Linked DNA regions of Xenopus tropicalis: region 1 is linked to region 2. A link is a contact called in public Hi-C data. All regions are on one chromosome and are shown on one strand. Each heading gives the region's core, a stretch centred on a gene start, on an enhancer-like site or on the middle of the called end of the contact. The rest is flanking DNA. Distances are from core to core; before and after follow the strand shown. Region 1 holds the start of pcdh10 (protocadherin 10). Region 2 holds the start of pcdh18 (protocadherin 18).

Region 1 (2,700 bases), core at 30-2,529, 960 kb after region 2:
ATCCTGGTCGGTGGCATTGAGCTGTATAACCATGGTACCTGGGGGCGAGTTCTCTGGCAGAGACACGGTGTAGATCTGCTGCTCGAACACCGGTACGTTGTCATTGGAGTCCAGCACTTTGATGGTGAGCAGAGCGGTCCCTGTCCTTTGGGGGGTGCCCCCATCAATGGCGGTGAGGACGTACCTGTGCAGGGCTTGCTGCTCTCTGTCCAGCTGCTTCTTCAGTACCAGCTCCGCGAACTTGTTGCCGTCCCCTTGGGTCTGTACATCCAGGTTGAAGTAACTGTTGGTGGTGATTTCGTAGGTGCGCAGGGAATTATTCCCCACGTCTAGGTCGTAGGCGCTCTCCAGGGGGAAGCGGGTCCCTGGGGTGGCGCTCTCGGAAATCTCCACCTGGATGTCAGATTGGGGGAAAACCGGAGGGTTGTCGTTGATGTCAAGCACCTCGATCTCCACTCGGAAGAACTCAAGGGGGTTCTCCAGGAAGACCTCCAAGTGCAACATGCACGATGGGTTCTGCTTGCAGATCTGCTCCCTGTCTATTTTCTCGTTAACGTACAGCACCCCGTTCTCCAGGTTCAGCTCCAGGTAAGGAGTCCTTGAGTTGGGCGCAGTCTGGAACCTGCGATTGGAAAGTTTTGTAATGTCCAAGCCCAAATCCTCAGCGATATTCCCCACGAAAGTACCATGGTCCCTTTCCTCCTGCACCTTGTAGGCAAGCTGGGCGAGAAGCCCCTCCGCAGCGCACAGTAGCAATAAGAACCACAGCATCTCCTACACAGTAGCAGTGTAAACCAGCCAGGTAGAAAAGAATATGGAAGGAAAAAGATAAGCTGATGGGTTAAAAGTGCACTTTTTTTATCCTTTGCACACAGTGCTACTGGCTCAGTGTAAATGAAATGCAGCCAGGCGTCCCCTCATCAGGATTCCTTGCAGTCACCACAAGATTCAGTACAAATCCCTCTCAGATACATCCAAAAGCAGAGAGTTTTATTTCTCCGGCACTGGTGTGACCCCTTCCATTGCCCATAGCCTGTTACATCCACTGCACATGGTGTCTCCGCTGGAGATGCTCAGATTTCAATTATTGATAAGTATCAATGATAGATTCACTTGCACAGGAACAGGAAAAAGGCACCGGTTACTTTTCATTCACTTTATTGCCTGCGCTTTCCCATGCTGCACACACACTCCATGCTGCTTCCCGTAACGATTTTCACTTTCATGGTTTATCTGTATTTCTATTCTGAGTGCAGTTCCTCGTCTTCCCCAGCTCCTGGGATCTCTGCTGGCAGTGTCTGAGCCGCTTGCTCCCAGCCTGGCTGTTTTTGCGCAGCGCCCATCTTCTGCCAACCAATGGAATGCGAGTGACACGTCGGGGGCGGGGCAGCGGCCTACGTCACTGGGCCTGTCATGTAGAGGAGGGGGCAGAGGGAGCTGTGTGAGGAGAGAGCAAGCGGCTCCCTATCTCTAATCCTCCGGCCGCGGTTTTGCCTCCAGGGCCTGACATCAGCAACCTCTGCCAGACTGAGATTGTGTGCGGCCCCTCCCTTATTCTGGGAGATCACACAGGGGAAAGTTCCCTCCTTGTATCAGCTGCTAGTGGGAAACTCGGAGCTGGGGAAGTCAGTGAAGGGAAAGTACAAGCGGCTATGGGGAGCGGTTGGGGCAAGGAAAACGCTAGTGCTAAAAGCCGAAACGTTGCTTTATTACCTGTGTAGGTAAAAGGCAATAAACGCATTTCAGGTTCTGAAGCTAAATGCCAAGTGCAGCCCAGTATTATGGGGTTTAATATAGGATAGAATGGCAGTGCTCCAAACACCTCTAATCATAGCACATTATTATGGGAAAGATTTGTGTCACGCAGAACAAAGTCTATACTAACACTTTGCAGTGATAGTATACGTGGGGGTCACAGTGATGCCACAGCTGGCAAGCCATAGTTCTGCCTGTTCACCCCAACACACACACATATACACCCACATACATTTAGGGGGATACATGTTGCCCAATGTAACAATGCCATAGAAACGGCATCAATGAAGTGGCGCTAAGATTTCAGTCTCGTTGCACCCACATAAATGGCACGGTGCCCGACTCAGTAGGACTACTGTACCGGCTGTAGGCACCAGTCAATCAATGGCAGCTCGGCGGTTCCCCTACTGTCCATGGACAAAGTGAATCCCTTTTCCCTTGCCCTTGACCGATACCTTGATTACTGCACACACTTTATTATAAAAAAAAATCGCCGTCACATCGGCGTCTGTGTGCGTCAAGAACACATCTGCAGTGACGAGGTGTCTGTGTGATTAGCAGGGAAGGAGCCTGGGTTACAATAGCAATGTATGTCTTACTGTGTTACTTGCCCTGACAGAGCCGGCGCTGAGCTGGAACCTGCTGATTTATGTGTGAAGCTCCAGCACCACAAAATCCCAGCGACAGGACAAGATACAGACACACAGCACCCTTTCTATCGCACAAATGACAGGCATAGCACTGCAACATGGACTGCCTGATTGCTAGTATCCTATCACACTCTGATTGATAGCCGCCATTCACACAGCTGCGACAGTCTGACAGTTATTCTGGCTGCCCCTATGTACATGTATTTCTTGCTATTGCTATCTGTAGCTTGTGAGGATGGACATCACTCCCGCCGCTTGCACCATTGCTAATGGGAAAGAGTCAGCACCACGGACA
Region 2 (2,700 bases), core at 9-2,508:
ACACCGAACATGCAGAGGGCCCTTAGATATTGCCTGATGCCAAGGTGCCCATATCCACTTCATATAAGCCATCAGTACTAGGTACAATGGTCTCCCAGTTGCTTGGCATGGGAAGGAAGCACGATAATAACACAATTACCAGTCCTCCAGCATCTACATACGTGCCCCACAATTCTGATGTCCTTGGGGAATGATATGCTATCATTTTGAGTTTGCACCTACAGAGGAAGCTGTCAGTCAGATAAATGATAAACACTGACCACAGATAATTCATGGATTATGGCATTACACAGGTCTGGGGACTGGCACAATAAATCAGGGCTGTGAGTGTGAAATGCCCCATGATGAGAAGAGAAATCGACACTTTAATCCCTTAGGTGCTAGAGGTCACCCTATGGCACTGCATCTCTGACACACATGAGGTTGGGTTACCATAAGTGAAAACAAAGTCTGGATTATTTGAGATCTGCTCCATACTCCAGGCTCCAAGTCAGGATGTCCAGAGAGGGGGACATAGAAAGGGAGGAGGGAATGGAAGAGTGAATCTGCTTTGGATTTAATGAAATCATAGTTCACTGTGGAATAAGTGTGGTTTTGTTTACTGCAATGTATTGATTTCACACCTCATTTTTCCTATTAGAGGATGTTGTGGCAGCTATATTTATCACTTGGTGGCTATAGAGCTGGAGATGTCCAGCCTTCTGCCCTCCAGATGTGGTGTATTCAAGCGCCGGCACCCTTAGAGCTTCAGTCAGTAACAGCCTGAGGGGCTGCAGTTAGGGAACCCCAATGCACTTAGAGTACTGGAGAAGCACCCCCCCCCCCCATATGATGCTCCACAGTGGGTTACAGTGGGCTGCGGAGCTTGGATTGTACAGGACTGGGGAACAAAGGTGTGGGGTGATGGGAGCACTGTCAGTAAGTTCTGCAGTGCAGGGGTTACATTACATGCAATAACCGAGGCAGGGAACAGAAGAAAGGCTGCAGGGGCACATCAGCTATGAATTCCTAACTGCCTGCTCCTTATTATTTCTATATGGGGGAGGGCGTGATGAGGAAATGCCTGCAAACCATAACTGGGGAGGGGGGGCAAGGTCCCGATTTCAAGTTTTTCTTCTGCAATTTGTAGCTTCTTTGTTATGGCACGTTCTGAAAAAAAAGAAAAAGAGAAAAAAAGTGAATGCGGTGGGAGGAGCTGCCATGTCTCTAGTCTCCCCCAGCACTTGAGTGACTTCACTGTCCTTTGATTTGGAGCAGAGCTGATTGGCTGCCAGCGCTGGAACACATGCAGAGCCCCCAGCTTTGTCTGAGTTTGAGTGAAGTTGTCCAGATTTTAGGCTGGAGTCAGCAATCGGGGGTGTTTAGTCTGCTGCAGAGCAGCGAGAGGGGAGAGGAAAGACTGCGGATTCAGCAAGACCCCTGCAATCCATGGATACAAACGTGAATAAACTCCTAATGTGACTCGTCCGTGTGCGCTCTGAGCTAATGGGATTTACTGCGCTGCGCTGGCTCCTCGTATCCTGCTCCAATTTGCCGCCTACTGAGAAACTTTTCTCACTCCATCGCTGAATATTGGACCGGTAGCATTGAGAAAAGAGAAAGGCACGATTTTATTCTGCATTCCCCAGTATCAAATGCGGGCTGTGCTGGGGCTGCCTAGAGAAGTTGTGGGAGCTGCGCTTTAATTCTCTGTAGGGGGGAGATGGATCGCTGCTGCAAGTCAATGGGCTGCTGGGGGAGCGGTACCAGGAACCTTGCCTTGGTGTTTGCCCTGGTTCTGTCGCTGTGTTTGCTCGGAACCTGCAAGAATTTAAAATACCGGATCTACGAGGAGCAGATGATCGGCACCGTGGTGGCCAGGCTCTCCGAGGATGTGGCTGATGTGCTGTCCAAGTTGCCGAACCCTTCCTCTGTTCGGTTCCGAGCCATGCAGAGAGGCAGCTCCCCTCTGCTCACCGTGAGGGAGGATAATGGGGAGATCAGCATTGGGGCCAAGATCGACCGGGAACAACTGTGCCAGAAGAACTCGAACTGCTCCATAGAGTTTGATGTGATCACCCTCCCGACGCAGCACCTCCAGCTCTTCCATATCGAGGTGCAAGTCCTGGACATTAACGACAACGCACCCCAGTTCTCCAGGGCTCTCATTCCCATTGAGATCTCGGAGAGCGCAGCTGTGGGGACCCGCATCCCCCTGGACAGCGCCTTTGACCCCGATGTGGGGGACAATTCCCTTTTTACCTATTCACTGTCCCCCAACGCCTACTTTAGCATTGAGGTAAAGACCAGGACAGATGGAGCCAAGTACGCCGAGCTGGTGGTGATCAGGGAGTTGGACAGGGAGCTGCAGTCCAGCTATGAGCTCCAGCTGACAGCCTATGATAACGGGGTGCCCCAAAGGTACGGCTCCTCACTCCTCAAAATCAGCATTTCCGACTCCAATGATAATAGCCCAGTGTTTGAGAAGCAGTCCTATGTTGTTCAGTTACCGGAGAATTCACCCTTGGGAACCCTACTCATAGACCTCAATGCCACCGACCCAGATGAGGGCGCTAATGGGAAGGTGGTCTATTCTTTCAGCAGCCACGTGTCCCCCAAAATCACAGAAACTTTCAAGATAGACCCCGAAAGCGGCCAACTCACCCTTATAAAGCCAGTGGACTATGAAACGACCAAATCGTACGAAATCGATGTGCAGGC

The links. Hi-C and Micro-C count contacts between places; a contact is called where the count stands out from the background.
Region 1: a contact with region 2 is called in a Hi-C map of gastrula embryo, with 2.4 times the contacts expected there. The contact joins the promoter of pcdh10 here to the promoter of pcdh18 in region 2. A contact is called at or near these places in 2 of 5 Hi-C or Micro-C datasets (brain and gastrula embryo).

What each region holds. Positions count from the first base shown.
Region 1 is chr1:63,099,648-63,102,347 of UCB_Xtro_10.0, forward strand. pcdh10 (protocadherin 10) reads right to left here and starts at 1,280. Exons shown (of 4, transcript NM_001079015.1): 1 at 1-1,280. The coding sequence starts at 771.
Region 2 is chr1:62,136,045-62,138,744 of UCB_Xtro_10.0, forward strand. pcdh18 (protocadherin 18) reads left to right here and starts at 1,259. Exons shown (of 4, transcript NM_001011150.2): 1 at 1,259-2,700. The coding sequence starts at 1,703.